7 separate regions of the Mus musculus genome follow, and all the other regions are linked to region 6. A link is a contact called in public ChIA-PET, Hi-C, HiChIP or PLAC-seq and Micro-C data. All regions are on one chromosome and are shown on one strand. The core of a region is the stretch at or near the end of the contact, and the rest is flanking DNA. Distances in the headings are between cores, read along the strand shown.

The links. Hi-C and Micro-C count contacts between places; a contact is called where the count stands out from the background. ChIA-PET counts read pairs in DNA pulled down with a chosen protein or histone mark. HiChIP or PLAC-seq counts read pairs in DNA pulled down with a chosen protein or histone mark.
Region 1: a contact with region 6 is called in an H3K4me3 HiChIP or PLAC-seq map of bone marrow-derived macrophages, with 2.5 times the contacts expected there. The contact joins the promoter of Smkr-ps here to the promoter of Impdh1 in region 6. A contact is called at or near these places in 2 of 115 datasets of contacts at active chromatin or transcription factors (bone marrow-derived macrophages and pancreatic cancer cells).
Region 2: a contact with region 6 is called in an RNA polymerase II ChIA-PET map of memory CD8 T cells, with 5 read pairs. The contact joins the promoter of Zfp800 here to the promoter of Impdh1 in region 6. A contact is called at or near these places in 1 of 39 promoter capture datasets (the C10 cell line) and 2 of 115 datasets of contacts at active chromatin or transcription factors (large pre-B cells and memory CD8 T cells).
Region 3: a Micro-C map of embryonic stem cells shows a contact between it and region 6, with 2.4 times the contacts expected there. The contact joins the promoter of Nrf1 here to the promoter of Impdh1 in region 6. A contact is called at or near these places in 2 of 39 promoter capture datasets (hippocampal neurons and liver) and 1 of 484 Hi-C or Micro-C datasets (embryonic stem cells).
Region 4: an RNA polymerase II ChIA-PET map of memory CD8 T cells shows a contact between it and region 6, with 15 read pairs. The contact joins the promoter of Snd1 here to the promoter of Impdh1 in region 6. A contact is called at or near these places in 2 of 484 Hi-C or Micro-C datasets (CD4 T cells and regulatory T cells) and 9 of 115 datasets of contacts at active chromatin or transcription factors (the 230-238 cell line, embryonic midbrain, embryonic stem cells and 5 more).
Region 5: a FOXA1 HiChIP or PLAC-seq map of pancreatic cancer cells shows a contact between it and region 6. The contact joins the enhancer-like site here to the promoter of Impdh1 in region 6. A contact is called at or near these places in 1 of 39 promoter capture datasets (the HPC-7 cell line) and 4 of 115 datasets of contacts at active chromatin or transcription factors (bone marrow-derived macrophages, embryonic midbrain, extraembryonic endoderm stem cells and 1 more).
Region 7: a Hi-C map of rod photoreceptor shows a contact between it and region 6, with 5 times the contacts expected there. The contact joins the promoter of Mirc35hg here to the promoter of Impdh1 in region 6. A contact is called at or near these places in 3 of 39 promoter capture datasets (hippocampal neurons and liver), 2 of 484 Hi-C or Micro-C datasets (embryonic stem cells and rod photoreceptor) and 1 of 115 datasets of contacts at active chromatin or transcription factors (embryonic forebrain).

Annotation. Positions count from the first base shown.
Region 1 is chr6:29,984,070-29,987,294 of GRCm38.p6, forward strand. Smkr-ps (smal lysine rich protein 1, pseudogene) reads left to right here and starts at 1,260. Exons shown (of 2, transcript NR_040264.1): 1 at 1,260-1,397.
Region 2 is chr6:28,260,102-28,263,863 of GRCm38.p6, forward strand. It overlaps Zfp800 (zinc finger protein 800), which reads right to left and starts at 1,823. Exons shown (of 6, transcript NM_001081678.2): 1 at 1,379-1,823; 2 at 617-735. The coding sequence starts at 677.
Region 3 is chr6:30,046,138-30,049,474 of GRCm38.p6, forward strand. Nrf1 (nuclear respiratory factor 1) reads left to right here and starts at 1,851. Exons shown (of 12, transcript NM_001164226.1): 1 at 1,851-1,976.
Region 4 is chr6:28,478,857-28,482,067 of GRCm38.p6, forward strand. It overlaps Snd1 (staphylococcal nuclease and tudor domain containing 1), which reads left to right and starts at 1,492. Exons shown (of 24, transcript NM_019776.2): 1 at 1,492-1,786. The coding sequence starts at 1,709.
Region 5 is chr6:28,495,897-28,499,416 of GRCm38.p6, forward strand. The region is part of intron 1 of Snd1 (staphylococcal nuclease and tudor domain containing 1); the gene reads left to right. Among named protein-coding and RNA genes, the nearest start is that of Snd1, 17 kb to the left of the region's middle. Within about 2 kb of position 2,160, at least 36 of the 459 cell types and tissues checked have an H3K27ac peak or open chromatin away from gene starts, as enhancers often do. A contact at or near this core is called in the HPC-7 cell line and pancreatic cancer cells, where this site is marked.
Region 6 is chr6:29,214,818-29,218,312 of GRCm38.p6, forward strand. Impdh1 (inosine monophosphate dehydrogenase 1) reads right to left here and starts at 1,547. Exons shown (of 15, transcript NM_001302933.1): 1 at 1,255-1,547. The coding sequence starts at 1,424.
Region 7 is chr6:30,172,612-30,175,893 of GRCm38.p6, forward strand. Mirc35hg (microRNA cluster 35, host gene) reads right to left here and starts at 1,514. Exons shown (of 2, transcript NR_126540.1): 1 at 1,069-1,514.

The DNA.
Region 1 (3,225 bases), core at 10-2,509, 770 kb after region 6:
CAATCCTTGGATTAGAAGCCAGTCCACAAAGGAGAAAACACAGAGTTTGCCATATCAAGGGATATATAAATCATGATAAAATTGCCAGACAAAACACAGTCTTGTCAGTGAAAACTCCAAAGGACATAAAGACTTGATTTTGAAAGTCATTTCACTAACCAGGCTGGAGAAAAGCTAGCAAAACCTACTATAGCATGTAAGGTCTTTTCAGGATTTTAACCTGCTTCTTGGTTCACCTGCCTCCTGCCCTGGGTTTACCATATCCGGCCCATGATTTGGACTGTTCCTGGTCGTTTGGGTTTTTTTGTTTGTTTTGTTTTGTAACGTTTATTTGTTTTTATTTTTTTGTGTGGTGAGTGTTTTGTCTGCATGTGTATCAGTGCACTGTATAGTGAGCTGCCTGGTGCCTGTGGAGGTCAGAAGAGGGCGCTGGATCCCTGGGACTGGATGGTTGTGAACAGCCCTGTGGGTGCTGAGAGCCCAACCTGGGTCCTCTGCAAAAGCAAGTGCTCTTTACCACTGAGCCAACTCTGCACCTATCACTTTTAACTGTGGCCAGCGCTTGCAATTCATACCCTTCCTCTTTGCTGTGTTCCCATCTTCCTCCTCCAACCTTTTTAGTTCAAGAACCTTGGCTCATATTGGGCACTGAATTCCCATGGCAAGCGGGAGTCAGGCACGCGACAGATATACAATATCCGCTTACTGAATAAAATGGAATGGCAAGTTCTAAAAAAATAAAAAAAATAAAAAAAAAACAATTGGAGTTATGCCCCCAAACGCATTCCCTTTCTGGGAGAAAAGGATGGACTCACAAGGTTAGAAGCTAATCCCACCCATAATGTACGAACCCTGCCCACTTTCCTCTCCTGAGGCCTGTACTAGACTCTTACAGACATTTCTTCTGTTATTCTCACCTCGACCCTCAGAGACCTTATTCTTGTTTATCAGAAGAAGTGAAAGAGTTTCTGAAGATTTCAAGAGACTGATTTAGCTTACACTCTCTCTAGCCTTTCCTTCCCAAAGACAAAACTGCTGATCTTGGCGGCCCGCCCCTTCCCCTCATGCCCCGCCCAATCGCACTGCCGGAGACAAAACTTTGCAACTTTGCTCCCAGTTTGAGTTCTTAATCATCGTCACCTCCGCGTAAACCGAATCGGAACACACAAACTGAGCTCACAAGGGCTCCGCCCAGTGCGGCATGCCCCGCCCCGGTGCCCTAGCAACAAATAAACAGTTCGAGGTTCCGCGGGGTTTGTGCACTCGAAAGCGAGCTGTCCGGGTGCCGCCCCGAGTGGAGTGAGCCGAGCCTTGCTTACCAGCATCTGCGCCTCCGCACACCGCGAAGGCGCCCAATTGGAGGTGCGGCCACGGCCGGGGCAGGCGGCACAACGCCGGTGAGAGCGCTCGCGGAGGCTAGGGAAGCACCAGGATCGGGGCCGGAAGACTGCGACGCCGGGGTGGGGGAGTAGAGGTGGGGGGTATGGGGAAGAAATGTGGGGCCTGAATTTCGAGACTGGGGACTGGTGTCACAATCACCTCAGCTGAGATAGAAATGACCACGGAAATACCCATCTTAAAGTGGGAGGTTCGCAAGCGCTCGCCATAGCCCCAGTAAGCCTTTGAGACCTAGGTCTTTTGTCGTCCCCACCGGTACAGTTCAACCCAGCGTATAGTAGGAGGGCTCATTCTGAGACGGACTTAAGATGGACTTAAGATGACCTGCATCTGATGGACAGCAGCAGCAGATTCAGGCTGTACCCTTTCTGTGAAACTGGTTTTAGTCCCTTGGTTCTGTGGGGTAACTTTTTTCACTCCTAGAAGATGCTTTGGCGTTTGGGAAATAGAGGAAGATCAGCAACGAGGTTTGGATCCCCCCAAACTAAGTACACGCCAATAAGGGACTGTTCAGGCTGCCCTGAGATGTATGGTGGAATTCTTTACATGTAATAAAGTAAGGTTGGCCTTGGGAGGAGGGAGAGGTGTCCACACTGCATCTAACCCCACCCTACCCTAACCCTCCTCCTGCCGGTGCCGTCCTTCCCAGCCTCATTTTTCTTTCTAGAGTGGCTGTGGTTTTGTTGCCCCTGTCCGCAGCCCTCAGGGACACGCTGTTCTCTTCACTGTTGAACTTGCTGCTAAGCATGCACTGGGTAAAGGGGCCTCAACTTCTTGCACAATTATGGTATTACCATCTCTGCTTAAGGAAAAGTCTTCCCCGAACTAGACGGATGTTGCTCTCCTTGCACCTGCCCTATGGCTGCTACTAGTCTTTTTATCTCCTAGAGTAGAAATACCTCCTGGTCCCTCCTGTCCTGTAAGTACCCACAGCCCTTTGCACCACGCTTGAGGTGTCCTGCCTGTCTTGCTTTCCTTTAGCCTGCAGTTTGGGATGTGTTTAGTAAGCCTGCGGTTCTAATGTTTTCTTCTGGAACTAAGTATAGTATTAAGTAAAGGTGCCATCTCCTGACTTGTTTCTCGGCTTCTACTCTACTGCTCTTCTTTTTCCGGATCCAGGAAAATGAAGAATAACTTACAAAGCCCTCGAAACTAACGGCTTCTTCCGGCTCTTTGTATAAATGTCCAGCTTGTTAGTTTACAGAGGCTGAAGGCCAAAGCTGCTCTTCACTTGCTTTCCAGACCTGATCGCCCCTCCCCCTTTCCATCCCACCCTGCCCTACTCCCCATTTGCTTGTGGACAGCCACTCTGATCTTGGTTGGTCCCTTTATCTTTGCATAGCCTCTCCAACCGCAAAGTGTCTGTATTTATTTCTTCAGGTGGCTATGACCAAACACCTGAAACAACAGTTCAAGAGAAGGAGGGCTTATTCGGGGTCACACTCAGGTTTCCGTCTCACGTAGTGGAGAAGGCAGAGCTTAGGGCAGCGGAGAGTCCAACAGGGAAGGTCAGAAAGCAAAGAGGGTAGGGCCAGGTGAGACCCACCCCTAAAGACCTACTTCTGCTACCTAGTTCTACCCCCCTAAAGTCTCCTCAAGGCCCTCTTGGGAATAAACAATCAACATGTGAACCTGTTAGAGACATTTCATATTTGAACCAACACACCCATCTGATTGTAATTCATTATTCATTTAGCAAATGGTTCATCCATTCGGTGTGCCAAATAATAGTTTAGGCTAAGGAATTCAGTGGTAAACTCACAAACCAACCCTCTGGGTTCCTCTCAGTTACTATTAATTATTAATCACTATTAAGTAGTTGGAATG
Region 2 (3,762 bases), core at 573-3,072, 950 kb before region 6:
GTTTTAATATCATAAATTAAACAGAATCTGCTCAACATAATAAAATACCTTAAATACTCTATATATTCTAAGCAATACAATACAATAAATTCTATCCGAAACATTTAAGATGTTTTTTAAATTCAAAAAGTCCACTTGTCCCTACAGGTTCAATCAACCTTCTTGACCCAAATTAAACTTTTGGCTTTGTTTGTTTGTTTGTTTGTGGGAGTGGTAAACTTTATACTATGGATTAAAACACTTCAAGGGAAAGTTATTTTAACAATAAGAAATTTTCAAGAAGCTGAATGGTAGTAATCACCTATCTCATCTTTACCTTCTTCTTCCATTTTAAACATTCAGAGCATGGAGTGAACCAATAACGAAGCTGCCTTGAAAAAGAAGGGAAAGGAGCTGCCCGACCTTGTGGAAATGATTGACGGTGACACTTGTGGCACTTTCTCTGGGGGCTCAAGCAATGGAGATCTCCAGTTTGTACAGGCTTTTGGCATTACGCGAGTAGTTTTACGCAGGAGAAACCGAGTTACTTAGGAAAGACTTCTTAGAGACAACGCAGAAAGCCGAGTAGCTCTGGTGAAGGAGAGCAAAGACACTGGGGAGAAAAAAACGGACTTACCTGGTTCGCAGCATCCGTGATGATGGTGGTCCGTTTGACAGTATTTGTCCCTCAAAGGCATTTTTAACGGGTGCGACCTATTTTCCTTTCACTGTGAGAAGCTCTTCATTGCGGCTTGGCTGTGGACAGAGAAGCACAAACCCATCACTATCCCTGAACTTCTATGGAGGCTGTGGCTGCAATTTCCACAGACCATCCCACCATGCGCTCTCTGCCCTCACCCCGGGCCCGCACCTTCCGCTCGGAAAAGAAACCGCCGCTCGCCCGGCCTCCGGCCCCACGTCCCCGCACAGGTTCACCGCCCTACCCGGAAACGCAGCGTCCGGCGCGCAGGGCAGCGCAGCGCACGGCGAAGGCCTGGCGGGCTGCGCAGGCGGCTGCGGCCTCGCCGTGCTGGGCGGACGAGCGAGCGAGCGAGCGGGCGGGCGCGCGGAGAGCCGGGCGCGGGACGCGGGACGCGACGGGGCCCCTGCGCGGCTGAGGAGCGGCTCGCGCGCCCTCCGGCCACGCACGTGCGTCGGGGGGTCTCCCCGGCGCAGGTCGGGTCCGGTCCGCGCCGCCAAGTGCGCCCAACTTACTCAACTCCCGGAGCGGCCGGCCGGCCAGCGGGCGGGCGGGCCGCGGCACCAGCCGGGCGCACGACGCGGCCGAGGGCCCCACCTGGCGCAGCCCCGGCGCAGCGCGTGAAGCCGAGCGGGCTTCGGCCCCGGCGCGCTCCCAAAGAGTCCCCGGCGGCGCCGACGCGGAAGCGCCACAGCTCACCACGTCCTCGGGCCGCGGCTGCGGTGGCGGCTGTGGCGGTGGCGGCGGCTCACGGCAGCCCTCCGCGCTCCGGGCCGGCGAGCTGGCGGCGCGCGGGCGCAGGCAGTTGACAGGACGAACCGCCGGGCGCAGCAGCCGAAGGAGCTGGAACCGGAGCAGGCAGGACTGAGGCGCCCCTCGCCAGGGCAACGGCCGCGCCGAGCCCGGCTCCCCTCAGCGCCGCGCCGCTCCACCTGCAACGGTCCCCCGGGCTTTGGAGAGGGGCGGGGAGCCGCGCGGGTCCCCCACCTGGGGCCTTGCGGGTAGCAGATGCTTCGGGAAACTTTATGGAAGTCAGTCCCGTTCTCTCGTGGCCGCCCCTTCCCCGGACAGCCCGAGCGACCGCCGTGCAGAGAGGGTAGGAAGGGGGAAGCAGAGAAGTCTCCGGCTGCGACAGGGAGCGACTGACTGACCCCGGACGGAGATGGGGCGAGGGCAGGAAGTGACAAGCTCACGGAGTGGGTGGGGGGAGTGTGGCCGGCACGCCCGGCAGCGCGGCGCGCATGCGCTGGGCGGGCAGCCCCGGTGGGGAGGCGACGCGCGGGGCCGGCCTCGGGCGGAGGAGGGTAGACTGCGGGGTTGGCGGGCGCCGAGGGCGGCCGGGTAGCTGGCGGGCCTCGCCGGCGCGCGCCCGTGCGTCCTCCCGCCGGCGGCTGCGGAGCGACGGCCGGAGGCTGCGTGCGCCCGGAGGTGTGAGAACCAGAACCGCGGGCGCGTCTTCCCCTCCCCGGGCACGCGCCGCTCGCTCGGGCACCAAACTGTTGCTCGCGCTGCTGCGCTTCGGCGGATCCGACCCAGGCAGAGTTGGGGAAGCGGAGGAGAAAAGGAGGGACTGGGAGCCCGAAGTGGACTGGATCGGGAGAGCTGTCAGGTGCTGGCTCGCCAGCTGTTGTCCAAGTGTACCTCCTGGAACTTGGGACAGGAGAGTCTAAGTCGGGCTCTGGGAAAGAACGCGATTGGCAACGTTCTGAGGGTGCAAACCTGGAAGTGAAGTTGGGTCACATGGCTAACACGCACTTTCCCTCTTGGGCACCAGCATCCTGCTTGGAAAATCCCCGAAGATCAGATCGAAGATGGCCATCTTCTGTCAAATCTACAAACCTTGAGCTGCTTTTCATATCCAGTAGCTGCTGCCGCCACCTTCTTCCCAACTCTGAGATGGAATTCTTGCCCTTGCTAACTTCACTCGAATAGGTGTCAGCTATTGGTCAGGGTTTTGTGAGAGCTCCCATTTGACCTTTTTTATCTTCTCAGGATGAATGAAAACCACAATTAACTAACTTCCAGTTTTCAAGTTCCAGTTTTGGAGCTTCTGAAAAAAGAAAAGTTTAGGAAGGAAGGCACTATGTGTTTGTATTTTGGGTTTTTTGTTTTTTGTTGTTTTGAGATGGTCTTGCTGTGTAGCTCAGGCTTGCCTGGAACTAGCTGAGTAGCCCAGGATGACCCTGAAATCAGGATTCTCCTCCTGCCACTATGCACTTTCTTTTTCAAAGCTGGGGTTACAGGCTGACACCACACTAGGCTCTGTGTTTGTGAAGAGAAAAATCACCAAAATCAATTTTCAAAATTCCAAAGGAAGTTTGTAAGCAAATGCAGTTGTTACTATAGGACTGTTGAATGGAATACTTGCATACGTCTTGTACGGTTGGAGCAGAATAGAATAAATGTTCTGCAGCTACATAGGATATTATATTATGATCTCATTTTCTGTTCCATTGTCAAGAATCACTACCCACATGAAGCAAATGCAGATTATAGGTCAATATGCTATAAATGGCCACTTCTATGTGGTGGTATTATGCAGCCAATAGAAATCATATTTGGGGGTTGGAAAGATGACATTGTCAGTTAAGTCTGGTCAAGAAAACCTGAGTGTGATCCCAGAACACATGGTACAAAAACGTTGGAGGTGAACGTTCACCTGCAATTCCAGTGCTAGGGAGACCAAGAGAGAAGAATCCCTGAGGCTTGCCAGCCAGCTGGCACAACCAAACGGATTAGGTCCAGGCTCAGTGAGAGCCCCTGTCTCAAAAAGTAAATTGAGCAATTGAAGAAGACATACAACATGGACCTTTAACCTATCCAACCAACAAAACTATCATGTGTAATATTAACTATGTGGAATATGCTTAAACCAAAAAGATATATTTTTGAAATGTGAGAGATGCTGTACTTGGAATTATATGTGCTTTTGTCTGAATGAAGCATATGTGATTTTAATAAAAAGAGTTTTTATTAATCTATAATTTATCTTTAAGTGTTCTGTAAATAAAATTAAAATTCCACTCTTTAAAAAATGACTATATTATCTGAAATGGTATAAAATAATGATGCACAAAAAATAT
Region 3 (3,337 bases), core at 601-3,100, 830 kb after region 6:
CTCTGTATAGCCCTGGCTGTCCTGGAACTCACTCTGTAGACCAGACTAGCCTCGAACTCAGAAATCCACCTGCCTCTGCCTCCCGAGTGCTGGGATTAAAGGCGTGTGCCACCACGCCCAGCTACGATCTGCTTTTTTTTAAAAAAATGAAGAAAAGAGTCCATTCAAGTTGAAGTGTGCAGAAGGGGCTGGGGAGAGCAAGTCCAGGGTCTGGGAGCCAGTTCAGAGTCTAAGTGCAGCACCTCCACACGAAAGCAGCCTGGACCAAAGTCAGAAAGAGGCAACAACGCTTTAAAGATGTCATTGGATGGCCAGGCAGAGGGTCCATGTCTTTAATCCCAGAACTTGGAAGGCAAGGACAGGATAAAAATCTCTGAGTTAGAGGCCAGGCCAGTCTGGTCTTTATGGTGAGTTTCAGGCCATCCTGGGCTACATAGTTGAGACCCTATCTCAAAAAAAAAAAAAAAAAAAAAAAAAAATCATTGAGGCAAAGAGGAAAGAGCAGACATTATTCCTACAGGGATGGGTAGTGACAGTGATATCGGTTTGATTTAGAAAACATTAAGGGTGCCAGGCAGTGGTGGCGCACGCCTTTGATCCAAGCACTGGGGAGGCAGAAGCACGCAGATTTCTGAGTTTGAGGCCAGCCTGGTCTACAGAGTTCTTGGACAGCCAAGCCAGGGCTACACAGAGAAACCGTCTCTAAAAACCAAAAAAAAGGAAAAAGAAAAAAAAAGAAAGGAAGGAAGTAAGGAAGGAAGGAAGAGAAAAGAAACCGTTAAGGGAAAAAGGCATTCAGTTAAGCTGGGCAGTGGTGGCACACGCCTTTAATCCCAGCACTGGGGAGGTAGAGGCAGATGATCTCTGGGTTGGAGGTCAGCTTGGTCTGCAGAGTGAGTTCCAGGACAGCCTGGTCTACACAGAGAAATCCTGTCTTGGACTAAAAAAAAAAAAAAAAAAAAACTACATAAGACAAAGGTATCCAATTAAAAAAATGTTTGCTTATTTGTTAAGCTGTTTTCTGACACCATGTGGGGCATTTATCTAGTGCACATTAAATCTCCCAGAAGTGTTAAAAATGCAGATTCTAGGTTTCAGTTGGAGCTGGGACTCCCGGTGGTTCTGATGGGGGCTCCTGATGACATAACAAAAGCAACCCAAACTACCCCATGTCCCCAACCTTTCATTTTCCCACTGTCTGCTCACTTGTTAGGCATACTAGGATACCCTATTGCTTCATCTAAGCGCCGAGAAAGCAAGGGCAAGAACTTACTTTTTTATTTTTATTAAATAGAGCCTTGGTTTGCTAACAGGTGCACTTCGGAGCACCCATAACAGCATCCAGTACGGAAAGGGGCCCTTTAGAAATGTTGGTCTAAGGAACGAGAGAATAAATTACCATATTGCTTTGTACCAAAGTTCCCCGTTTACAGATCTGGTTGGGGCTTTGAAACAGAGAAACAAAGCGCATTTCAGAGAGGGGTCGAGGCGACTACGCAAAGGCGCGCCGAGTAAAATGTGGGGGAGCCGCTTTGGAGCGGAGGTCTCAGTTCCCCGCGCTCGGCTCCGAGCGGAGGGCTCCTTCGGATTAGCAACCATCTTGGGCGGCATGAACCACTTCGCCGCCGCGTCCGCGACTTGCTCAGCCGGTTGCCCTCCTGGTCCGGGCCCCGGCCAGCGCTGCCGAGCCGCACCAGAGGCCGACGAGGCGGCCGGGGGTCTCAGAGAGCGCCGCCGAGAGCCCCCTCCCCGGAGCCGCAGAGCCGTGCTGGCCTCGCCATCATGGCGGTCTCCGGGCGGGGAAGCCGAGCCGTGCGTCGCGTGCGTGCCTCCTCCCTCCCCTCCCCCTCCTCGGCGGCGGCGGCGGCGGCAGAGGCGGCAGCGCTCGCCATTGCCGCTGGTGGCAGGAGGCTGCGAGGAGCCGGCGCGGTCGCAGTCTCCACGGCGCAGGCCCACGGTAGCGCAGCCGCTCTGAGGTGAGTGCCCTACCGCGCAATCTCCAGCTATTTCAGCCCCGGCGCAGCCGCAACACGCCGCCCGCCCGCCGGCCGGCCGGCCCGCCCCGCAGCCGGCACCCTGCCGCCCCCGGCTCGGGGCCTGGGCCCCCGCCGGATTCGGCCTGCCTGGGGCGGGGGGCCCGGGCCCGGGCCCGGCCCAGCCAAACCGCCACCCCGAGGATGCGCAGGCCGCACTAGGCCCCGGGCGTCCTGGCGGGCTCGGTAGGGAGGCGGCTGCCCTCCCGAGAGCCCCAGGGTTCCGGCCTCCCCTACCGCCTCGGGTTCTCCCGGCCGCGGCCTCCTCCGCGCCGTGGAACCCCGGGCCTGGTCTTCCTTCTGCGGGCTCGGGAGCCGGCGGCCCGGGAGAGCGCGCCGGGCCCGGGAGCGGGAGGTGGGTGGGCTGCGCGGGACCGGAGCGGCGGCTCGGCGCTCGCCCCCTCGGCTCTTCCCGGCTCTGGCCCGCCGGTGGCTCGGTGCGGCCGGGCGGGGCGCGGGAGTGGCTGTCTCTGGCGGGAGAGGAGGCTGGTGGTTCGGCCGGGCGACCTCCGAAGCTTCCCTCCCGCCGGGGTGGCGTGGGATGGTTACCCAGGTGGACTGGGGGGCGCTGAATATGGCGCGCTGCCCACCTTCTTGCAAGTTGTGAGGAGGCGCCTAGGCGGCAGTTCGAGGAGGAGGAGGAGGGCGCAAAGTCCTTTTGTACGCAGAAATAAGGAGCGACATTGTGTTTTTCCTCTCCGGCGGAGATACCCACCGAGGGGCCTGGGTTCTTCCTGGGACTGGCGTGGTGGTCTCCGGGGGACAGGAGGGGGAGGTGGCGCACCCCTTAAGAAGGAACGGAGCCTTTGCCTCGGATAAAACAGGGGGTCTGGGGTGGTCTTGTGCTTGATTCTCTCCCACATCTCCCAGGCTTTCGTGGATTCGTGGGTTTGCCATTGCATGTTCTGTAGTGATGTCCACTGTTTCTCACCTGTTGTGTCGTTGCTGCTGGCCCCAAACTTTGTTCGGTGCATCTGACTACCCACCAGAACTTGAAAATGTTAAACATACATTAATGTTGTTAGAGCTTCAAAGGCTATCTGCTCTGACCAGTTGGAGGAGCTGTTAGCAGGTCATCCCCATCTTCCCTGCCATTAAAGTATCTTGTACTGATGATGGCTTATGTTAGAGTTGGTATCGGTTGGGCCGATTTTTTTTTTTTTTTAAGTAGGCAAAGCAAAACTTCCATTTTAGTGTTTAAATCTCCATTTATTGGAGAAAGTTGGTGGGAGTGAACCTGTCAGTTGGGACAGTGCTCTGTAGGAGAATGGGGACAGCTTTTGTCCTTGGAGGAGTGGTCCTTT
Region 4 (3,211 bases), core at 242-2,741, 740 kb before region 6:
CCCTTTGAGATTCCTATTCACTTAAAAATAAACAGACAGAAAACAAAACATCAATGCTCTCCTTTGAAGAAACAGATCATATGGACTTTGTAGGCTTGTCTTAAGGACTAACATATTCTTCAGGGAAAAAGTATTTAACAGGCAGTGTATACTGTGCATGTTCATGCTCCACGTAATTTGGTTGTTAGGACTGACTAGTAGGATCAATGGTTGTGTAGAAATAGAAAATTAGTACAAGCAAAAGAGAATTAACTGGCTGAGTAGGGGGGAAAGGACAGTAACTATGATCAGAAAATGAGATGTTTGGAATTAGTTTCAACTGCTTCAACTATCCTGGAGAGAGTGGCTACACTGTTGCAAAGGTCAAATTCACTAAAGATGAGGTCTTAGAGCTGAGCTACCAGTGTACTGGGCAACCCCTCAAAATTGTTTTATATATGTGTGTGTGTGTGTGTGTATCTATCTATAAAGATCCGTTTTCTCTTTTGAATAGGGTGAATTCGTGGTACAGACTTGGCTTTGGAGCTATAGGAAGATGCTGACCCCAAAACTTGACCCTGATTTGAGACATGCGTGACTACTCAAACTTCTTAAAACAGGCTATAGTGGAAGTAGTGTCTTTAGCGTAGGTCCAGGTTTTATTATTAAATAATACATACAAGAACCTGTGCTCTAAAACGGGGCACTCCAAGACCATAAATTCTCCCTGAATATCCACTTGAATATGGCTTTCCTGATCCACCTCGAGCTGAGATTAGCAGTGAGTTAGGACTGTCTCCCGCTCAGCCCTGGGATGGCAAATCCCAAGGTTTTTCCTAACCTCAGTTGGAGCAGGAGGGAAGGAGCCGAAAAACGAGGCTATTCTCAGTGTGCAGGACGAGTCATCCTCTAAGAGATGCTTATTGCTTCCATCAACAAACATGAGCGGAACTCACAAGCACTAAACCCCAGTGATACTCCGGACCACCGGGAGATTCGCGGCCACATTCCGGGTCAAGACTAACATCAGCAGGTTACCCAATGGCGGCGACTTTCAAAAGTTTCCTCTGCTTTGCGGAGGTGAAACGTCAGAACTCTGAGAGCAGTAAGGTTCCTTTGGGACGGCCCCAGGCCCTTGTCGTCCAGTTCCGGTGTCCAGCTCCGTACACGTGGGCGCTTTGCCGCTTGAGGGGCGGGGCAGGAGCAGAACCTCCGCTGGAGGGCGAGGCCCGCCCCGCCTTCGGGGCTCCCATGGCTCCCCGCGCACCACTGCCAGATGCTGACGTGTCCTTTCCTTCCCACTACACCTCCCGACACCACCTTCTCAAGACTTCCCCGGAAGTCCCGCCTCAAAACCATCCCGTCACCGCAAATCAGCTCTTTCAGCGCTTCCTGGAGCTCCGCACCCGTTTTGGGACCAAAGGGCGGAGCTTCATAAAGAGAGTGCCTATTGGCTTGAGTTCCAGCGGGTTCTGGACGCTAATTGGCTAGAGGGCGGTGGCGCTCTGGCACGCTTGCGCGGCGAGTAGAACGTGTGGCGGCGGCGGAGATCGCGTCTCCTCTTTTGCTCCCAGTCCCGCTGGTGTTCTAGTGTGCGCCTGGCGCTTCTGTCCAGCCCACCGACGGTAGCCTGTCGCCTGCCTGCTCCTTGTCGCTGCAAGCGCCGACACCCACCCTGACACTTCCAGTCCGGCCGGCCGCCCCACTCGCTGCCTTTCCAGCTCCACACATGGCCTCCTCCGCGCAGAGCAGCGGCTCCTCCGGGGGACCCGCGGTCCCCACCGTGCAGCGGGGCATCGTCAAGATGGTGAGAGCGGGACCCTGGACCCGGACCCCTCTGCTGCTTTGGAGCAGGAGCCAGGCATTGACTTCCTTCTCTCCCGTCAGCCTGCATGGTCTCAGTTTGCTTTTCCTCTGCCCCTTCCTCACTCTCCACCTACTCTCCGAATCTTCACCAGGCAGAACCCGAGAACGAACTTATCTTGACTTTTGCCTCCCGGGCAACCTGTCCATGATTCGCTCGCTGTGATTTTCGTGGGTCGCGGCTTTCGGAGCCCCTACCTGTTTACCAGAAGCAGGTCTATTACCGGTTCATTAACGGAGATAGTTCACGGATAGTTACTCCCATCCCCCTCTTTCTGTCCATTTTGACATATGCCGATTAGTTCGCAGTTTCTCTAGATCCGGACATCTTTTCCTGGAACCCCGGGAGTGCTTGGCTGTCACGAAGCTTGTCTCTGTCCACTGACTCACTTATTCACCCAAAGTTTTCTCAACTCTTTCCCCCTTTTATCTCAATGTCTAGTTTCTAGGCCTGGAAGCTCCTGATTTTCGTGTATTTTTAAATTAAAAATTTAGCCTGGCAGGGATCTTATACTAAGTAGCATTTCTTCACTTCTTAAGGACAAGGAGCCTGTTTTTAAAGAGAGTAACTAACTTGCCTTAAGGGCACATGGCGGTTTGGAGTGGAGCCAATAATAAGAGTCCAGGTGTTCTGATTCCCTGTGTAGGGTTCTTATTATAGATCCTGCTCACTTACCTTTGCTTTCTTTATTCGGAATTTTGAATTCCATCACCTCCACTTCCACACTAATTTTGTAGCATAAGTTCTGTTCTATTTCTTATATTGTTTCTCCTTTTTTTCCTCCCACATCTTGAGGTCTGACATTTCTCGTTTGTTAACAGATTTTTCTGTTTAAGATGGCTGTGATCTTTTCGATTGCTTTTCATATTGTAACTCCAACGACTTTTCTCTCCAGAGTGGAAGACAGTTTCCCCAGAGAGCCAGTTTTTGAAACTTTTTTTGTTTTTGCTGTCCCTGTTGTCTTTCTCAGGATTAATATACTCTGCAGGGGGATCCGGGGAGATGGCTCAGTGGATACAGGTGCTTGCTGCTCAGTCCTGAGGACCCCGGTTCGCATCTTCACGGCACACATTAAAGCTGGACGTGGCTGTTCCACTGCCTGGAACCTTTGTGCTGCACGTGGCGCTGGTGGACCCTGGGCTTTTGCTGTTCCACCAGCCTAGCTAAAAATATCAGGCTTCGGGTGCATTGAGAGAGAGAGACCTTTTCTCAAGTGGGTGAAGAGCAGTAGAGGAAGGCACTGATATGGATGCTTTCCTGTGCTCCAGCATCTTTGGCCCTCTGCATGGGTGTTCAGGCACAGGTTCCCTATCAGGCACCCACATATGTGTGCACACATGGACACCCTTTTTAATTATTTAATGTGAT
Region 5 (3,520 bases), core at 910-3,409, 720 kb before region 6:
TAATACTACCGGAAAATCCAGCAATACCTCTCCCGGGCATATATCCAGAAGATGTCCCAACTGGTAATAAGAACATATGCTCCACTATGTTCATAGCAGCCTTATTTATAATAGCCAGCAGCTGGAAAGAACCCAGATGTCCCTCAACAGAGGAATGGGTACAGAAAATGTGGTACATTTACACAATGGAGCACTACTCAGCTATTAAAAACAATGGGTCATGAAATTCTTGGACAAGTGGGTGTATCTGGAGGATATCATCCTTAGTGAGGTAACACAATCACAAAAGAAGTCATTAGATATGCACTCACTGATAAGTGAACATTAGCCCGGTAACATAGAACACCCAAGATACAAATTTCCAAAACACAAGAAAATCAAGAAGAGGGAAGACCAATGGGTGGATACTTCATTCCTCCTTAGAATAGGGAACAAAATACCCATGAAAGGAGTTACAGAGAGAAAGTTTCGAGCTAAGACGAAAGGATGGACTATCCAGAGACTACCCTACCTGGGGATCCATCCCATGACCTGCCACCAAACCCAGACACTATTGCATATGTCAGAAAGATTTTGCTGAAGGGACTCTGTTATAGCTGTCTCCTATGAGGCTATGCCAGTACCTGGCAAATACAGAAGTGGATGCTCACAGTCATCTATAAGATGAAACACACGGCCCCCAATGGAGAAGCTAGAGAAAGCACCCAAGGATCTGAAGGGGTCTGCAGCCCTAGGGGTGGAACAACGATATGAACTAATCAGTACCCCACAGAGCTCGTGTCTCTAGCTGCATATGTAGCAGAAGATGGCCTAGTCGGCCATCACTGGGAAGAGAGGCCCTTTGGTTTTGCAAACTTTATATGCCCCAGTACAGGGGAATGCCAGGGCCAAGAAGCGGGAGTGGGTGGGTAGGGGAGCAGGGTGGAGGGAGGGTAGAGGGAACTTTCGGGATAGCATTTGAAATGTATATAGAGAAAATATCTAATAAAAAATAAATAAAATTAAAAAAATAATGGTAGAATCTCATGTAGCCCCGTCTAGCCAAGGAAGACTTTGGACTCCATCCTCCCAAGTGTGTAAAGCCACACTCGCTGATCAGGCCCTGGGGCTCACTAACTGAGTGATGTTTCCAGCCACTTAATTCATTTATGAATCATTTATTCGTAGAATTTAGTCGTCAGCAGCAGTCCCTTAGGTTAGTTGAAAGTTGCAGTCCTTATTTGTCTTTCGTGGGATCTGGCCATAACCCGAGACAATGATAAGGCTCTATTCTAAGTAACCTGGGAGGGGGGCAGCAAGATTGCTCAGTGGTTTAAGATCTCTGGAGTTCTTCCAGTGGGTTCAATTTCAGGTACGCACAAGTATCTGTAACTCTAGTCCAGGTGTGACACAATCTGTCCTCTAAGGGCATCAAGCATGCATATGGTACACAGACATACATGCAGGCAAAACACTCGTATACATAAAATAAGAATAAATCTTAAAAACAAAAACAAAACCCTAAAGAGTCTGTATTGTGTTCCATTATGAGCAATAGGCTAAATTTTGCGTTTAAGTCTAAGGGTGGAAAGGTGGGGTTGGGCTGTGAGTTTATGAGCGACTGATCCTGTTTCATTGGTGGTGGCCTAAGCTTGCTTGTTCCTTTTCCTCAGAGTGTCCCCCATCCATTGTGTTCTGTGCCCATTCACTTAGGTTTCTCAGTGAGTTGCAAAGTGAAAATAAACATTTACACTTTTTGCTGTCAGTTTAGACATTTAGATACACTTTTATCACCATAGTATTTGAATATAAGCTTTGGGTTGTAGATCTGATTCTTGTCTACTAATTAAGAACAAATACAGAAATCATGGGGAATATAATTAGAGTAGAGATGATAGCGTTTGTTCAGATACCAATTCCCTTCAGACACGGGAAGTGACTGAAGAAAGTGGGAAGACAATTGAATATTGAACAGTTAATTAGGAGATTCTTCAAAGTGGTCAGGGATATAGATTTGAGTGGTTTCTGTTGAAAATAGAGTCGACTTGACAGCTCACAGGAAATAAATCAATCGAGTGGTTAGAAATGAGTTAGCCAAGACATTCTTGAAGGAGGTAACAAGGGAAATCTGGCATCCGATAAGAGCACCGAAGGAAGCAGCTGGAGAGAGCAGTGCCAAGAATAACATGAACTTCCTGGGGGAGAGTGACTGATGCAGAGCAAAGGTGCAGTTGTTGGAGGCAGAGAGAGCTGGGTAAGGGGGATCCCCTGCGGATGGAGGATCCAAAAGAGGACAGCTACATCCCTTCATGTTGGCTGAGGGAGTGGGGGGCTTTAGAGAACCTTGTGCTTCATGTTACTCGATGGAGAAGCCGGAGAAGCAAGTATAAGCTCTACTTCCCTCATAGGGTTTGTTAGCCCCCGGCAAACAAAGTTATGAACTGTTTAAGTACACTCATGTCTTAATGGTTTTTGTTCTTGCTTTCTTGAGTCCAGTATGGAATATAATATTAACAATTAAAAAAAAAAAGCTTAGTATATTTGATCTTACTCTGTGCTCTGAGCCTACCATGGTGAATAAGGTTGATACGGTCCTTTGCACTCACAGAACTGGCAGCCCAGAAGAACAGTTACAGGCTGAGTCCATGTTGTCTTGAGGGCCATGGGTGAGGAGTGTAGAGCTTCACACTTGGGAAGGCATCTCTGAGAAAACAGAGCTCTGTTTGCTAGAGAATTACCAGGGCAGGGCGTTAGGGTGGAAATTAGCCTCAAACTTCATTATTCATGCCAGTCACCTGGAGATCCTGTTAAAATGCAGCTTCTGATTCATTAGGTCTGGTGCAGCGTGAGGATCTGCATTTCTGATGAATATGGAGATATCACTGGTCTGTAATCTCCTGCAGAGACTTTCTGAGCATCATCACCTTGATCATTTATTTTTTAGCATCTATTTAAAGATGATAGGGTCATTTTTCCGTCCCTTCATTCTATGGTCATGGTCATTGCAGTTAGAACCAAAAGATTAGCGCTGGCAATATGTGGCTGGTTTTGTGATGAAGATTCTTCGTTTCTCTCCACTGTGTTTGTATTTTAGCTATCACTTGTTTCATGGGTGCGGATGTTTTGCTTGCAGGCATGTTTGTGTACCATATACATGCCTGGTGCCCTTAAAGGCAAGAAGAGAACATTCAGTTTCTTGGGACTGGAATTATAGGTGGTTGTGAGCGGCCAAGTGGATGCTGGTCTGATGCTAATGAAAACACTTTTTTCCCTTTTTCCTTTAGATAGCACACATTTGCAGACAACACCTAAGGTGCTGGAACAGGAATAGAAAACCTTAGGAAAAAAAGAAAATACAGTTTTGTAGTAAATTAACAGCAAATTTCTCTCTGCATCTCTCCAAATGTTTAGATTAGCGCTCATCTGCCCCAGTCCCTCAAGTGATGTTACAGGTGTCTCTACTGTATCTGGCTCAGTCCTTGTATTAGTTACTTTTATTATTGCTGTGGTAAAATACCATGTGATAAAATACCATGATCAG
Region 6 (3,495 bases), core at 297-2,796:
AGAACCCTTGCCTTTTCCTACACCTTCATTCAGGTTGGTGGAGGCAGATAGAGGTCTTAGCTGGCAGGTTTTGGATTTTATACTGGCCTGGCTGGGGTCCAAGTTTACACAGGCCATTCTGAGCCTAAGTGGGGGGCGGGAAGTGTGGGGTTGGCACTGTCCCTTTGATGCAGCAGTACATCTGAAAAAGAGATGCACCTGCCTGAACTCTGAGATTCTACAGTCCTAGTTTCCTTCGAGCTCACAAGTACCGTGGCCCGCTTCCTCCCATATAGTGGCACCTCTCTAAAACCCCAAGCCCTCCAAACTAGATTTCTATTATAGAAAAACGGATGGCAGGTTGCTTAAGCCTAAGTCAGTTCTAAAGAGACAGCCAGCAACGGCAGGAGGGGCTGGGCTTCGTAGCCCCAAAAGCCGTTAAAAGTTCTTACATAAGCGGCCAAACCCTGGGCAGAAGAACTACCTGGCTAATTCCCCAGACCACCCTCCCCTCAAAACCCAGCTGCCAGATCACCTCCCCAAGCTGCTGAGCACCAGCAGATGGGGTAGAGAAAGAAGTCCAAATCCCCTGGACCGGAAGGACAGTAGGATTGCATTTCAAACTGCGATACAATCCAGAGATTAGCCGCTGTCTCTTTTTTCAGCTCGTTCCCTTGAGGCCCAGTTCACTGCCCCAACTCTTTCTCCAGGGACCCTCATTCATTGCCTTTCAGACCCCCTGCATTGGGGTACAAGTCTTTCCAAGGAGTGAACAGCAGCCGCCTCACTGGATCTCAGTGCCTGGTGAGAAAGTGCAAGTACCTTCCCCTAGTCCTAGGGAGACACTCAATCCGGACACCCACACCTATTGAATACATTCTAGGAAGAAGAAAGCTGAGGAGAAAGCGCCGTTGGACCGGGACTCCAACAAGCACTTTTTGTACCCCAGAGGTCGGAGCCACTTGTACCAAGCGTCGCTGAGTGTGTAGTATAGGTCGGATCTTAGATAAAATGTTAGGGAGCGATATTACAACCTGCGCCCTCTCTCCAGCTCCCCGGAGTAACGCGGCACTGAACTGTTTGCACAGTGCCCGCCTGCATCCGCCAGCCAAGAGTCAGGTGTATGACAGTCTAACTGCGTCTGGGGAAGTGCAATGGCAGTAGAGGGGACCTGCCTCTGGCCTCCCCCGCAGCGCTACCCGGTCTCCCGGCGTTGCCGCGCCCTTCTCTGCCGCCCGCCCCGGATGCGCCCGCGCGCCTTGCCCTGGGCGTCACCTCTCCGGCTCGTAGCCGGCCTGCAGCAGGCGGGCGCTGTACCGCTGCGCCGCGGTCTCATGTCCCGGGTGTTGCCGGGCTCCGGGCTCTGGAGCGGCAGCCGCTCCACCTCCCTGCAGCAGCGGCGAGAGCAGCCCGGACTCCGGTGGGGGTGAGAGCGGTTCCTCCATGCCATGCGGAGGCCGCAGCTCTAGGCGGCGGGAGCCTCTCCGCGTGGAGGCTCCCGAACCGGCGTAGGCAATAAGAGCCCCAGTCCGCTCCCGGAGGGAGCGGGGTAGTGGGCGGGGTCTACTGGAAGGGGCGGGGCTGGTTGTTGGGAGGCGGGGCTCTGGAAGAGCTGGTTTGGGGTCCTGGAGTCCATAGGGCTCCGCCCTTGGCACTACGCTCTGTTCCGCCCCCATGAGACGCCACTCAGGCTGAAAAGTAAGCAGATGAGCAGATGGTGAGGTGGAGCGAGGTTTGTGTTCTTCAAGGACCCAACTGAAGAGGACCCTCCGCTGTACCCTGTGTCGTGCACCTTCGAGTTTCTCCTGGTTTCATCTGAGGAAAAGGAGCGCAAACACCAGGGTAATGAACTATTATTGCATGGCCTCTTGGAGTGCTTCCAGTCCTGGGCAAGAGAGGTGGGACACTCCAGCAAGCCCTACCTATTCAACAACCCTCACCATTTCTTTATACTGCTACCCAGGGAAGACAAACAGGCTACTAGCTCCTGAAGGAAAAGACCCTAGTCTTGCCCTGCTTATAGTCTTCCTTTACAGGGAAGTAGGGCTGAGCACACACGCACTAACTCGCATTTGCTCATCTGCTGCCTAGAAAACACTTTCTATTTCAGCTTTGTTACTATTGTCAGCTTTCATAAAGCAACTCTCTGGGAAAGCAAGAAGAGTTACTGCCTTCGGGCAATTTGTTCGAGGAGGCCGAGTAGATAGAAAACAAACAACTGACAATTCTTACACTGAATACTTTTTTTTTTTTTTTAACATCTGACGATCTCAGGAATAAATAATAGACGCTTGGTGATCTGGGGCTGTTAAGATGGCTCAGTGATTAAGAGCACGGGTTGCTTTTCCATAGGACCCTGGTTCAATTCCTAGCACCCATATGGCAGCTTACAACTGTCAGGTTGTAACAGGTGATTCGTTGCCTTCTTCTGGGTTCTACAGGCACTGCATGAACATGCTGCACAGATATACATGTAGAAAGACACCTACACACATAAAATAAATAAAGTTGGATGATCTGCTGGCACTAAGATCCATTTCAAGAACCCAAAATTATGGTCTTTGTGTTGGCTAGTTTGATGTCAACTTGACAGAAGTTAACTCTGCCCTTGGTACCAGACTCTGTCGTGGGCACACACCCCTCCCCCCATCTGAACCAAGTAAATGTCAATTGAGAAAATGATAAAATGACTAAGATCAGGCTGTAGAGCATTTGCTTAGTGGTTGGGAGGCCCCAGCCTACTGTGGGTGGTGCCATCCCTGGGCAGGTGGTCCTGGGTTCTATAAGAAAGTAAGCTGAGCAAGCCATGAAGATCATGGCACCTCCCCATGGCCTCTGCATCAGTCAGTTTCTGCTTCCAGATTCCAGCCCTGTGCCGGGCGTGGTGGCGCACGCCTTTAATCCCAGCACTCGGGAGGCAGAGGCAGGCGGATTTCTGAGTTCAAGGCCAGCCTGGTCTACAAAGTGAGCTCCAGGACAGCCAGGGCTATACAGAGAAACCCTATCTCGAAAAAAAACCAAAAAAAAAAAAAAAAAAAAAAAAAAAAAAAAGATTCCATTCCAGCCCTGCTTGAGTTCCTGTTCCAACTTCCTTCAATGATGAACCACAATGTGAAGTATAAGCCAAATAAACCCTTTCCTCTCCAATATGATTTTGGTCATGGTGTTTCATCACAGCAACAATAACCCTAAGTAGGACAGCCATTAATCCAAACACTCAGAAGGCGGAGCTACAATGATCTCTGTGAGCTCAAGGCCAGTCTGGACTACATAGCAAGTTCCAATCCAGCCAGGGATGCACAGTTAAACCTATCTCAAATAAATACATACATACATACATACATACATACATACATACATACATAAGCAAGCAAAGACAGACAGACAGAAAGAAAGAAAGAAAGAAAGAAAGAAAGAAAGAAAGAAAGGAAAGAAGGAAGGAAGGAAGGAAGGAAGAAAGAAAGAAAGAAAGAAAGAAAGAAAGAAAGAAAGAAAGAAAGAAAGAAAGAAAGGCAA
Region 7 (3,282 bases), core at 264-2,763, 960 kb after region 6:
GTTTGTCTAGGCAGAGGGTGATGCAGGCTAGACTGACTGTGCACGGAGTCTCAGGGCGGACGTGTAACACAGGTACCTGGCTCAGTGTGAAAACTGGACTCTTAGTCCTCAGGAGGTTAGCCAGCAGGAAACCTAGAAGGCCCTGTCCTAACTATCTCTGACAGAGACGGCGCCCAATAGGGCACCCGCCCCCCATCTCTGTCCCTAATCTCCTAATCAGAATTGCATCCCTTGCGCTAGCAGATCTTTCTACTTAGTGTAGGGGTGCCAAGGATGAAGGAAGGGCTCAGCCTGTAGGGCTCCGCAGAACTGAGCGATCCCTGATGCCTGGGCTGCATCGCCACTGCCGGTAACTATTGGATACACCGACTAGTAAAACATCCGAGACATGTTCCGGGGGCAGGATTCTGGGGACCTGGGAGCAGCCCTTGCTAACCGAATTGGTTCGGACTCAGAACTGGTATCCGCTTGCTCCAGGCCGGAGGATACAGAAGGAAGGCAAGCTGAGTTCTTGGACCAGCTTTTCCCAGGGGACTGGGCGGGGCAGGCTCCGGGCCACGGAAGCGATAACCAACCTGCAGTGAAACCCTGAGAAGGGGCTGGAGAAACCAGCTCGACGCAGGAACGCTCCCCAGCCCGCGTCGCGGCCAGCCTCCCGGCCTTGCACTTCCTCCCAGGCCCAACAGGGCGGCGAAACTCCCGGGACCCCAGCCGAATTCCTCCGGGAGGCGACATTAGGGCGGGCAGCATCAGGCACCGAGCCAAACCCAACCTAGGCTCAAAATGCCCCCCGCTTTCTTCCCGCCCCGGGAACCGCACTGGATGCGGTGCACATGGTACTGAGGGCCCCGTCCCCTGGCACCTCGCCGGCATCCCCGCCAAAAGGCCAAGGAAGTCAGGAATTCACAGTGCCGCGTCATCCCCGAAGGCCACAGCCACGACGTGGCCTCTGCTTGCCCCTCCGGCCGCCCACAAAACTGGGTGCTAGAACTGTTGGCCCTCCGGCACCCGCTCCACCTTCTCCCTGGCCCAGCACTGGCTCCGCCCGGCCCCGCCCCGCACACTCACCTGCGCCGGCTCCGGGCTGGGCTCACCGCCGCCTCCCAGCTCTGCTCCGAGTCCACACCCGAGGAACTAGGCAAAAAAAGGGCCCTCGTTTGGAGCGGGCCCAATGGACAGAACTTGAGGCGTGCCCAGGTTGAGCCGAGAGCGGCGCCCCAAATCACCAGGACCTTGGCGGGAGGAGGTGGCGCCGGAGCGCGGAGCCCAGCGGGGGAACAAAGAGGAGCCGGGATGGGGCCGCGCGCTTCCTGGGTGTCGGGTGACAGGTCTGCAGGGGAAGGCCCCGGCCGAGCCACCTGAGGAGGAGCCTCTTCCACGCAGCAGGCGGGGTAGGGCTGAATGGTCACCGAGCCCCAGAGGCAGACGAAAGGGGTGCACCAGGTGTGACGATCGTGTTCAAGGAAGGAGGCTAGCAGGCTCCGGCGCCGAGACCCGGGGGCTCGACGGAGTGCAGAGATAATGACTCCGGGAGGGTTTTACCGCCCCCAGCGCCCCGCCCGCCCCCCGCGCCGCGCCATTGGCTCAGGTGCTGTGGGGCGGGGGAGGGACGGGAGGCGGACCGAAGATGATTCACCTTGAATGTTGCTCCGGTTGGTGCGCGTCGTAGGGCACGCCCGACCGGGACTGCGGATACGTCGCGAGCCCCGCCTGTTCGCCGAACCCAGCTGGGTTTGGCCCCTAAGGGGTCCCGCTGCCCACTCGCTGTTCTAGCCTCCTACCTTGGGCTGGGGTGCCGCCGGCCGAGGTGTGCCCCGATGCCCTACCATCCCACCTCCCTCTGAACCCCTTGCTAGCCAAGGTGTGTGTAGCACAGCAAACTTGGAAATCCGACTCTGGGCTGGGGGAGGGGAAGTGCGTTTGGAGGCCAGGAGTACTGTGGGACCACACTAGACGGTACTCTGCAGCCGGAGAACTGGCCACAGTCTGTTCTGCCTCGGTGGGAGCACCCTGGCCCGAAGGTAGAGAGTTGGAGTGGGCACCAGAGGCTCGCCACTCGTCCTAACCCACCTTTGCCTAGCCCTGAAGCCTCACAGGTGTCTGGCCGCCGCCGCCGCAGGGAACAAAGACCGCCTGTCCCGGAAGGGGGAGGGGAAGGGAAGCCACCCCCAGACCCCTTCCCATCTCCCTTCCTGCCCCTCCACTGCCGCAGTGGCTCCCCCGGGAGGGGGCGGGGCCATCTGGAACGAGGACGGGGATTAGATCCCTCGGAACCTTCTTAGCTAGGATGCCACCCCGGAGCCTCTGGGGAGGAGCAGAGTTAAGGTACACCCTAGCTGTCTCGTTTGAAGTGGCCTCTTCCTTCTCCCCAGCATCCTGAGACCAGAGAGTGCGCACATCCCCCTCCCCTGCTTTGAGCGCCCTCCCATTCCCTGCCGCGCCCGGCTGCCCCAGACGGCAACCACAGTTCAAAACCAGATTAAAATAAAACGTTAATCCGCCTTCCTCCCTTTTAGCTCCTAGTTCTCCCAATGAATCCGGGCAGGTCTGACCGCCTAGAAGCCTCTAAAACCGGGTGTGGGGGTGGGGTGGGGCTTAGCTGATGTTCCCACCAAACTAAAGGGCCCTTGCGCTGAGACTGAAAACCTTGAGCTCAAGCGAAGTAAATGGATTAGGGGAACCGAGCCCCTGGATTCCTCCCTCCCCTGCTGTCTGCCAGGGTCCGAGAATGACGCTGCAGATACGAACCCTTCTAGATACTCAGCTCCTGGGCAAGACCTGCTTCAGCCATGGATGTTACAGACAGATGGCTCCGGAGGCAAGACCCACCCCAAGGCAGGAAGGCCAGGACCCGCTTGTCCCTCTCCCAGCACAGTTGGGGATGGGACGTGATGCACCAGAACCGAACAGGAAGAGCAGGGCACGACCCGACAGACCTCAGGGGGGTGTGGTGACTCTACATTAACCCTCCCTGTCCCGCCTCCTTCCCTTTCCATCCCTGTGGCCCTGAACCTCACTGCCGGCCGGCATCTCCACTCACGCCCTACCTGGTCCCTAGGCCTGTCCGGCACCAGGCGGTCACAGCTCTGTGTGCTCGGACGCGCAGGCCACACCGGCTGCGAGTGACCCCCTAGTCCTGCCGCGCCCCTTTATAGCGTACGCCCCGCCCCCCCGCGCCTCGCCTGGGCCCATTCACCTGCTGTCGAGAACCAGACACCGCAGAACGGAAAGCTAGCCGCTCGGCTGCGGGGTCCCGCCGTCGGACTCGAAGGGCGGGGGCGC